Linked DNA regions of Bombyx mori: region 1 is linked to region 2. Evidence: chromatin contacts called from public Hi-C data. All regions are on one chromosome and are shown on one strand. The core of a region is the stretch at or near the end of the contact, and the rest is flanking DNA. Distances in the headings are between cores, read along the strand shown.

Evidence for each region. A called contact is a pair of places that touch in the nucleus more often than the background predicts.
Region 1: a contact with region 2 is called in a Hi-C map of middle silk gland, with 2.2 times the contacts expected there. The contact joins two enhancer-like sites. A contact is called at or near these places in 3 of 7 Hi-C or Micro-C datasets (middle silk gland and whole pupa).

Annotation. Positions count from the first base shown.
Region 1 is chr14:12,606,796-12,612,625 of ASM3026992v2, forward strand. LOC101744498 (neurobeachin) reads right to left here. Exons shown (of 53, transcript XM_062672222.1): 40 at 5,261-5,363. It overlaps LOC101744355 (facilitated trehalose transporter Tret1-2 homolog), which reads left to right. Exons shown (of 5, transcript XM_021346404.3): 4 at 2,197-2,382; 5 at 2,794-4,717. The coding sequence ends at 3,950. Among protein-coding and RNA genes, the nearest start is that of LOC110384805, 38 kb to the right of the region's middle. Within about 2 kb of position 3,451, at least 8 of the 8 cell types and tissues checked have open chromatin away from gene starts, as enhancers often do.
Region 2 is chr14:12,536,286-12,542,089 of ASM3026992v2, forward strand. It overlaps LOC101744498 (neurobeachin), which reads right to left. Exons shown (of 53, transcript XM_062672222.1): 41 at 1,467-1,582. All of the region lies in intron 1 of LOC101744355 (facilitated trehalose transporter Tret1-2 homolog), which reads left to right. Among protein-coding and RNA genes, the nearest start is that of LOC101744355, 10 kb to the left of the region's middle. Within about 2 kb of position 3,801, at least 2 of the 8 cell types and tissues checked have open chromatin away from gene starts, as enhancers often do.

The sequences.
Region 1 (5,830 bases), core at 2,201-4,700, 70 kb after region 2:
TATGGGCTTTATATTCGTTCACCCACAAGACAAAGGTTACATCTATTTTTTTTTTATTGCTCTTGTAGGCAGACGAGCATACGGCCCACCTGATGGTGAGTGGTTACCGTCGCTCATGGACTTCAGCAATGGCAGAGCCAAGCCGCTGCCTACCGCTTAATACTGTCCATAAGCGTCGTTTGAAGAAGGACATGTCATAGCGCTCGGGAAACACCGTGGAGGGGAGCTCATTCCATAGCCGGATGGTGCGTGGCAAAAAAGATCTCTGGAAGCGCACTGTGGATGACCGCAGTGGCTCCAGGTAGGATGGATGAACTCTACTCCGGTGGCGGGCGGTGCGGTGGTAAAAACGAGATGCCGGTATCATCTCGAATAATTCCTCAGAGCACTCCCCATGGAACATACGGTACAAAATACAGAGGGAACCGAAGTCCCTCCGCAGACCCAGAGGTTCCAAACGATCCGAGAGAACATACAACCTGCAACCGATTTTGTGTCATAGATGCAGAAAACACAATGTTTTCGTGTTATTTACAATTTCACATGTGGAATAATAAGCATATATTCGTACAAACATCGGTTGTGTAAACGAGATAGCGTTTGTTTGTGTTCCCTCACATCCGTGACTCTAAAAATACGGGTGGCGTTGCGTGCTCGGGAGGTTACGACTCCGATGAATGCGTGGTCACGTTTATATTGGCTTCGATATGTTTTATAGAACTACATAGTGTTGTATAGTTGATTTCATTGAAATTTTCAAACAATAAACGCTAAAACAATGAACAATAGTTACTGGTGGTAGGACCTCTTGTGAGTCCGCGCGGGTGGGTACCACCACCCTGACTATTTCTGTCGTGAAGCAGTAATGCGTTTCCGTTTGAAGGGTGGAGCGGCCGTTGTAACTATACTGAAACCTTAGAAATTATATCTCAAGGTGGGTGGCGCATTTACGTTGTGGATGTCTATGGGCTCCAGTAACCACTTAACACCAAATGGGCTGTGAGCTCGTCCACTCATTTAAGCAATAAAAAATATATATAGAAGTGGCATTTTCCGTTAAGATTCACGAAATTCAAGTCCACACAATACCTATACGAATTAATTTTATGTTTTGTTCATTAAATCTTCCTCGTGTAGCAAATGCGAGTCGAGTTTGTCATAGAGCGTCTTGTTCTGAGACGTTATCGGCGAATATTTACAAACACACATCGCAAACAACACGAGACTCGTAAAACGTTAATTATTTATTTTTATTTAATTATAAACAATGCAATCTTTTTATTGTACCTAATCACTGACTGATTCAGCCTCAATGATATCAGATGTAGGTAATGTTACAATATTGTTATCACGACACAGTTCCTCCAGTTGTGTTGTCAATGTTCTATACCTAATGTTCCGTCATCTTTCAATTGCAACTGATCTGCTAGCGTTACTAACCAATTAGCTGCTTTATTGAGTTGAGCATAGGAGCTCATCTGTTTAATATGAAGTCGTGATTCCCACTACAGGTTCAGAGTTCGTAACTTAATTTTAAATTATTCAATTGCGAGTATGTTTTTATCTTTCACTACATCTCACTAAGCAAGTATTTTTAGTTAGTTGTTTCATTTTAACCCTTGCTAATAGCCTTGAGAGGCTATTTCAGCTTCATCCTAAATAGAATACATAAATCTATTGAGTAGACCATTATTGTTTTATCAAATGTGGGTAAACCGTCATGGCCTTTTTTTAAGCAGTTACTGGCGTCCATAGACATAACAACGTGAATGCCACTTAATTCTGATCATCGTCTAAGACGCCCGGTGTATTCTTTTTGAGTTTTGCTCCTGCAGACATAACCCACTTTTTTTTCCTACCTAAGCTGATCGCCTTGAGAGGCTACGTCAGCGTAACCTAACAAGTAGGTGAGCTCACGAGGCTCAAACCTGACGCCGTTGCTAAGACGAACCCTAGCAAGAGCAGTGCTTCGCAGAATCTACCACCGGATCGGGAACGCGACCCACTGAGAAGATCCCGCGAGAAACTCAGTGGCCTTGTAGTTAGAGTTAAATGTTAAATGAACTGAAGGATTATCTGTAATTTATTCTAAGCACTCTTAACAGTTATTGTTTGTTGTGCTTTTTGCGTCCTACCTCTTGGTTCATTTTGAGCAGGCTCTCCAAGCGCTTTACTAAAGGCACGTTTTGTCAACAGCAAGTCTGGGTGTGATCTCCAACCCCATTGGAGCGCTGCTGGGCGGCATGATGGTGGACGCAGTGGGGCGGCGGCTGCTGTTGCAGTCGATCGTGCTGCCGAACCTCATAGGCTGGCTGGTCATAGCCTTCTCAGAGACCTACGTCTTCCTCTGCATAGGACGATTCATCACCGGATTCACTATCGGTGTGTTTTGTTTCATTGAATTAATTAGAGGATGACCGAGCTTTGCTTGGCATGGTTTTTTTTTTTTTTGATATATTGTGTTTTTTTAGAAATTATATTTAAATACGAATTACATATTGATATTATATTATTTGTTATTTTCATTCAATAAAAAAAAAGTTTATGTTTAAGTTGATTATCGATAAAGTTGATTATTGAACACAAGAATAAAACAATATTTTCTGAAAATAAATCATAGCTAGATCGATTCATGGCCCCCGAAATCCCATGTATACTAAATTTTATGATAATCATTGGAGCCGTTTCCGAGATTTAGATATATATATTTATATACAAGAATTGCTCGTTTAAAGATATAAGATACTACACATTTTATTTGAAACTAATAGATAATTTCCTTTCAAATTTCAGGAATGTCAACGGTATCGTACATCTACGTGGCTGAGATCACGACTCCAGAAAAGAGAGGGGTTCTCAGCGCTTTAGGGCCCGGCCTGGTCTCCACCGGGATATTCATCGTCTACTCCTTAGGAGCCTTCATTCACTGGCGAAAAGTGGCCGCTATTTGTGCGGGAGTGTCTCTACTGACTCCCTTCTTGATGTACTTCGTTCCAGAGTCACCTCTGTGGCTCGCCTCTAAAGGACAAATGAAAGAAGCTTACAACGCTATGTTCTGGCTCCGTCAGAACAACAGCACGGCGCAACAAGAACTCATGGAGTTCACCAAAGACCGCAAGGAACAGCAGATGAACTTCAAACAGAAATTAGCACTCTTCAAACGGAAAAACGTCCTCAAGCCCTTCGTATTATTAATAGTTTTCTTCATCTTCCAAGAAATGTCAGGGATTTACATCATATTGTATTACGCTGTGGATTTCTTCAAGTCTGTAGGTACTAGCGTCAACGAGTTCACGGCTTCCATCATAGTGGGAGGTGTGAGAGTCTTCATGGGAGCAGTCGGCGCTTGTCTTATTAACAGCTTCAGAAGGAAGACCCTGGCAGCAGTATCAGGACTGCTGCTGGGCATCGCCATGCTGGGGGCCGCGGTGTGCGACAGTCTCAATGGACCTCCGCTAGTGAAGCTCGGCTGTGTGCTATTACACGTTTCCTTCAGCATGGTCGGCTTCCTCCAACTGCCCTGGATCATGTCCGGAGAACTGTACCCTCAGGATATCAGAGGAGTCATGTCCGGGGCGACTTCGTGCTGCGCTTACGTCCTCATTTTCTTCAACATAAAAACGTATCCTAAATTGGAGAACTTACTCACGAGCAACGGGACTTTGTATTTGTTCGGGTTCTGTGCAATGATAGGAGCGGCATACTGCTTCCTGTTTCTGCCGGAGACTAAAGGGAAGACTCTCACGGAAATCATGAGGCAGTTCGACGATGATAACAAAAATGAGAAAGATCTTGAAGCCGGCTACAAGAGCGATAAGGGATGCAGTATCGAGGGCAGGCCAGTGCAGAGGAGACACAGCGCTGGAGCCGCTGTTTCTTTAGAAAAGAGCGAAGACTTTAAGCTTTGGAAGCCAGAAGAGTCGAATAAAACGGACACTCATTGTGATTGAGCTCTTTGCATTTATGGTCTCCTGGTATTTGGACTTCGGTGATAACTTAACGTTACGAGTTATATTTGAATTTTTATTACTTTTTCGAAATTATGGCGGACATTCATTGTGATTGAGCTCTTTGCATTTATGGTCTCCTGGTACTCGGACTTCGGTGACAATTTAACGTTACGAAGTTATATTTTGAAATTATTTTAACTTCTTCGAAATTATGGTCTCCTGATAATTTGAGATTTTATTGCAGCGAATTAGATGTTTTTTATTAGTTTAATTAATAAGTTACCAATGAATTTAAAACATTAATTATGTGTACTAGTTGTTGTTATATTTATTAAGTAGTTTTTTTTTGTGTAATTTTAATTATTAATCGTGAATTTTGTGATCAGTATTATTATAGGTTCAAATATTTTTAATTGTAGATTTAAACGAGAAAGTTTAAACATTCCTATTCAAAGTTTTAGTTAATAAGGAGGTGATGATTTAATTTAATTATTTTTAGGTACAAAATAAAGTTGCTTGTGTACTTTTTAGATGTTTACATTTTAGGGATTTGATTGTTTTCGTGTAATGTTTAATTATTTAATAGGGTTCGGAAAAGCAGCGTGCAATTCAAATGTGATTTATATACTGTATGTTACCATAACGTATGTGTAAATATTATATTAGGTATAATGAAACAATAATAGTTAATATATTTAAGGCTCTATTAATTATTGTGTATGGTGATTCAACTGTGATGACTGAAATAAATTTAGTGTTTCTTTAAATTGTTACTTTTATTTAACTCTCCAGTTCTGTTCCTAGTTTTGTAGAAAATTACTTAAAATCAAAACAGAAATACAAAAATTCAAAATGAAAAATCGAATTTTGGTTAGCGCACCATTTGGCGACGGCTGATCCGATAATTTCATATTTTAGGAAAACAAAAACTGAAATATTCGCGTGACGACCAAAAGAAAATCATACAAACTTGTATATGACAATGATTGTTGGCTCAGTTTATGTACTGATAAAATTCTGATTATAGCAGCGCGAGTTCAGATTGTAATTAGTAACGCCATCTATCGACAGTTTCTATTAATTAAGCCCATTGGTTTATTTGGAGACATATCACATTATTTTTACTAGATGGCAGCACATCGACGTTGGTATTAAATCGTAGGCTTTTGGAATATTTTCAATAGATGGCGCTCGTTTCAAGTTTCATTTTCGTAAAGTAACATTAAAACTAGATGAACAATTATCTGCTTATCAAAGCATCCTAGGTAGGTAATCTATAATGTTGGATTTATATATATAGGGGCACTTACCTGGTCTGCGGGATGCCATACTTGATGCCGACACCAACTCGGGGTAGCGCTTTGATTACTTTCTTGACTGTCGCTTGGTCGGGAAATGCGAAGAATATTGAAGCTGAAAAATAAAATTTTCTTTGTTTAAGATTTTGTTTGTTTAAATCATTTTTTGACTATGATGTATTTCAAAGCCCACTTCAGCGCGGGCGACTTGGGCAGGAATTTTCAAGATATTCGGAAGCTTTTCACAAATAGTGGCACTTGTTCAACTGAGCGGATATGAATCCAATTTTGGACACCCGCGGCGCCGCTCAAACTTTTTTTTTTTGGATTGAAGGGTTATTGGTGGACCGGAGGCCTTTCCAGTTTCACCACGACAGGTGGGCGAGCAAAGGCTCAGCCAGGAGGGGTGGTATTTGCTAACAACTGCCCGAGCGCCTCCGAAGGAGACCTAACAACTCAAGAGCAGCTGCTTCGCGAATGAATCTACTACCGGAATGGAATTGCGACCCGCTGAGAAGATCCGGCGAGAAACTCAGCGGGCTGATGCATGGGTTAGGTTGCACGTCGAACTCTTTGTCGAGT
Region 2 (5,804 bases), core at 2,551-5,050:
GGTACCTACCCGCGCGAACTCACAAGAGGTCCTACCACCAGTAAAAGAACCCGTAAAACGATACTTTTACCGTGTATTATAGATAGCCGCAAAAGTTTAAAACAAATCGTTCCTATTGATCTCAATTAGGTAAATAAATATGAAAAAGTAAATAAGAGTCCTGGGAATTTTACATACTTGTTCACATCCAAAATCATTTTGTAAGATTGTTGTCAGGGCTTAAGCTCAACAAGTTAGCTTACGATTTCTCCGCAGACTTGTTACCCCTTTAGTTTTTAATATTTTCTATAGAACGTTGTGCCAATTACACGTTACTTTTAATACATATACTATTTACACACACATACAAACTTGCACAAGTTATAACTTACTCAGGAAACTAAAACATCTTATTAGTTCGTAGTGACTTATATCTTATATTTTTAGTTATCAAGTCTCGTTATCTTTGAAGTTGTTTTATGATCATGTATTTGTGATCATAAAACAACTTCACATGATCAATGTATTTTTGTTGTGACTGTTCAATTTTGTTGTGGTGTATCACAGGAACACATCAAAATGGATACATCTCTATTAACTTTCTGTCAAAGTCTAAGTTATTCTAAGAATTTATTGAAAGTCTATCTATAATTATAATATTTACTGAAAAAAACAATTTGCTTACTAATTTATCCAAATTGCATCGTACAATTTAGTTGCTTTTTGAAATAATTCAGCGAACTGATTTTTTTTTTAATAAACATATAATTAAATTAAAAAATCAACAAATAAAATTTAATCTCTGTAAAAGGTAAACCACGACGTGGAAAACACTAATAATACCTACATCAATAATAAATAAATCAAACCCAGATTCCGTGGTACATTAGTCACGATCACTAACCACTGAACCATGGAATTATTTATGCAGGATTGAAAAACCTGTTATTATTTCTTAAATTGAGATTAATATTATTCAAAGTTCAATACTATGAATACGGCATCAACATGGCATCGTGCTAATAACATTTAACAGGCAAAGAGATACCGCGCGAAATGTCTTGACCTATGTCTTTTTTTATTATATGGTTAGGACGAGCTCACGATCTACTTGGATCTTAAGTTGTTTAAGGAAGTTCCGATCCATTAACGGTACTTTTAAGTACCTCAAGCACCGGTCACCGTCCTCGTCGAACCTGTCGCTTGTGACGAAGGGCTCGACGAGTAAATTAACCCATAGACACAGCCCACAGAGTTTCTCGGCGGATCTACTCAGTGGGTCGCGTTTCCGATCCGGTGGTAGATTCTGCGAAGCACTGCTCTTGCTAGGGCCAGTGTTAGCAACGCTTCCGGTTTGAGCCCCGTGAGCTCACCTACACGTAAGGTTTAAGCTGACGTAGCCTCTCAAGGTTATCAGCATAGGTAGGGAAAAAAAAGGAAGTTAAACTCTCAACAATATGCTCACGTATGGTAATATTGGAACTTACCTGCAATGGTATTCAGGAACATAAGGTACTCGAAGTTGGAGATCTCCCGTCGCTGCCACTTCTGCGTCATGTTTGAGTTGCGCATCAGCTGCCGCGGAGACATCATTGACGCGCGTCTGTGGAAGGAATTACACAAAAATTCAATTAACTACATCGCAGAGACGAAAATTTCAACCAATAACAAATTTAAAAGAACTAGTGTTCCCGCAGTTGTCGAAATTCGACTATAATTAATTAAAATTATAAGTTTGGACATTATTATGGTTCTATTGTCAAAGACTATTTGTATTTCAATAGTCACAGATTTTGCCAAGACTACACTATAGACAAATACTCGTAATATTACTAATATTTATCTATTAACCTATTCTCAATTTGACCACAGACTTAAAGCAATAACAAAAGATTGACAATAAACAAAGAGTATACCTATGTGTGTGTGTGTGTCAAATACATGGTAGTGTGTGTAATGTTTTCTTTATTGATTTAATGTATTTTTAATGCATATTTAAAAAAAATATTAGCATTCTGCACTCCTTCCCTATATTCTATATAAGTGTGGGAAATTTCATATTCCTCCGTCCGCGCAATTTTCGTAAAAAGGGGTACAAAGTTTTTGCTTCACGTATGATGAGTTAGTTTCGCATTGTATTATATTTAAAGGAAGGTATTGACAACGTAATGCACTCTGTGCAAGATTACGTGACACATTCAAGTTTTATTTATTTATCACAATAAATAAAATAACATTAATAAATAAATAATTGGGAACAAATCACGCACAATTATCCGACCCCAATTTAATATTCCCTGTGTTATTGCTACCAGAGACTGACAAAAATACGTATTTACGTTTAAATATATTCACATATAGATAATACACGCCCAGACAAAGAACAAACAAAATTGTAGTCACACGATAGTTTGCTTGATGTGGGAATCGAACCCACGACCTTCGGCGCATCAGTCAGATGCGCAGAACTATTGCACCACCGAGTCAGTCAAAATATATCGCTGGATGAACTTGTTCACGACACACCTATTGAAATGTGGTTACCGAAGCCTATGGATATCACAACGTCGATGGCGCCACCAAATGTGAGATATGAGTTTTTTTTTACCTAAGCATGAGCCTTGAGAGGCTATGTCAGCGTAGCCCTAACAAGTAGGCGAGCTCACGAGGTTCAAACCTGACGACGTTGCTAACACTAGCCCTAGCAAGAGCAGTGCTTCGCAGAATCTACCACCGGATCGGTAACGCCACTCACTGAGAAGATCCGGCGAGAAACTCAGTGGGCTGTGTCTGTGAGTTAATTTACTCGTCGCACGAGAACGGTGACCGGGGGATATGAGACTGAAATCTCAGTCGTACTGTTCAATTTCTGTACTATTTTTCAAGTAGACCGAAATAGGAAGGTCATTCTTAGTCATGCAGGCTCACCAGTCACTCAGTGCTGGTTTGCGTTCTCACTATGTTGGTACAATTCTTAGAGAGAGTAGCTGCCTATTGTCCAACAAATAGATAGCTTATCTCGCAACGTCCTGTCCTTAAAAAAGATGTGTGATGTCGTGGGACACCGGATAGGTACGAAGTTCCTTAATATAAAAATATTCATTTTAAGTTCTATTCTAAGTATAAAGAAACTAAAAATGGAGGTTTCGCAACGACCCACGGTCATTCAGTAACGTGTAAACTTATTGTGGTACACTTCATTCACGGTTGTTTGCATAAGAGTTGGTGTATTGCGCAAACGAACGCTCTGAGATCGTGGTCAATGAATGATAAAAAAATATGTTATTTTTTGTACGCTATTACAAAGTTAAGTCGTACACTGTGTGCGTTACTAATATAAGTCTTACGTTACGGACGTTTTTTCCCAGTTAGGGTACCCTCCGCATAGTCCCATAAGGAACTTCGTTCCAAAAGCTAGACTTTGATAGTGTTTTCATTAGCATCAGGTTTGACAGTTCTCAGAGTTAGGAAGTGGCTAGTGCTTTCCATTAAAATTATCAAAGAACACGTGTTAGGAGAACCATCAGGCAAAATAAAAAAAAAATCTGACATGCTTCAAAATTCCTCGATACATTAGCACATTTATTACAGTTCTCATAGGTTCAGGTCTTTTTTGAATTTCACAAACTTTTTGTGAACGTCTCGATGATGTGTTTCCTTAATTATTAAAAAAAGGTAAGTAATAATGACCAGTAATAAAATCAAATAATTAAAAGAAACGAACTAAAAACTCTACGGTTTTATTAACGCGTTCGTATGGTGTTACCTATTATCTTACAATTTCCGTCGTTGCAAAAACGTTGCATTTTCGTGGTCAAGAATGATTTAACAATCGCGTATTAACTGCACAGAGATACGGTACGAAACTAAGGTTGGGTTTACACGATATTGTCCTGCACGTTTTCTTTATATTCGTTACTAGCGACCCGCCCTCGCTTCGCTTCGGAAACATTAAAACACACATGAAACCAAAAAAAAAAAAATTTAAAAAAAGTAGCCTATGTTCATCAGGGACAATGTCGGCTTCTAATGGAAAAATAATTTTTCAAATCGATCCAGTAGTTTCGGAGCCTATTCGAAACAAACAAACAAACAAATCTTTCCTCTTTATAATATTAGTATAGATTTTAACGTACAATCACCCGGGTAGATTTTCATTCGTGTAAAAACGAAACGTGTGAACGAGACAGCGCTATACTACGAGTACACCACTGCAACGTTGCACCCTCAGACACAGCCCACTGATTTTCTCGCCGGATCTTCTCAGTGGGTCGCGTTTCCGATTCGGTGGAAGATTCTGCGAAGTACGGCTCTTGCTAGGGCCAGTGTTAGCAACGTCGTCAGGTTTGAGCCCCGTCTCACCTACTAGTTAAGGTTACGCTGAAATAGCCTCTCAAGAATATCAGCTTAGGTAGGAATAAAAAAAAAGCAACGTTATAGGTAATTCATTGGATTTTGACAAGTCCGTTGAGTATTCGTTTAAACGCATAAGCATTGTACGATTTTTTGCAGTACAAACGATATGTGAATATGTAGTTCTAAGTTGTACAATCATGTATGTGCCACTATTCATTCGTTAAGACGTATACTGCAAATAACCGTGTAGGACAATACCGTGTGAACCAAACCTAACGGTGTACAGATGTCTGGCTGTTTCTATTTGGCATTTCAAATTCGATATAAAAAAGGCGTCAGGAAACAAATCTAATCTAGCAAAATTCTAATATGTCTACGACTCACACAACTAATTAATTAAAGGACCCGTTATACTGGTCCGATCGGTACTATCGATATTTTTGTAACGAATCAATTACATTGACACTAATTGATAAGCCAAAAATCGGTTTAGCAGGATTATAAATGACCTGGAAGCTGCTTTGAAATAAAACGACTACTTTTATGTGCGTTAATCCATTTTAGGAGCCACAATGTCACATTAATCACATCTTATATTTTTTGCGACGAATCGCTAAACCATACTAACTAGTCAGGTCATAAATTCTGTCACATGTTTAATGTAAAATAATTGAAACAAGTTTATTCATTATGTAACCATTCATATACCAAAATGAACTTAATAAAACATAGATTCTTATGATACTAAAGTTTATTCAAAATGACCTCCGTGATTTTGAATACAGGCCTTCAATCTGCGCGGCCAGTCGTCTATCAGAGCACGAACGAGGTCCATGTCAATATTGGCGGCTGCCTTAATCAAGGATGTCTTGAGTGACTCCAAATTGGGATGAGGCTTTGAGCACGCCTTTTCCTCCAAGTGTTGCCATATCTTGTAATCTAACGGATTCAAATCTGGACTGGAGGAGGGCCAGTCTTCGTGCCGGATGAAGTCGATTTCACGCGCCGCCAGCCAGTCTTGTGTGCTCTTCGCTCTATGAGCTGGCGCCGAATCTTGTTGGAATACCCAGTGCCTGTTATTGAACATGGTATGAGAAACAGGTTCCACAAGGTTCGTCAGGACTGTATTTTGATACACAACTGCATTCGTTTTTACACCTTTCTCACAAAAATGTACCTCTGTTAAGCCCCAATAAGAAAGTCCCAACCATACCATGAGCGAGGATGGAAAATGACCTCGTTGGACACGCGGAATACGGTTGCTCGCTTCTTCACTACTGTGTGCGTACACCTTATCATTTTGTTTGTTGCAGCTCTCTTCTACGGTAAAAAATTTTTCATCCGAAAAAAGAATTTCCCGATATATTTTTTTCCCGCGTACCGCTTCAACAAAGCGCGGCATCTCTTCAGTCTCAGGTCCATTAGATGAGCATTCAAACGATGTCCTGTTTTTCTTCGATATGCCCGAA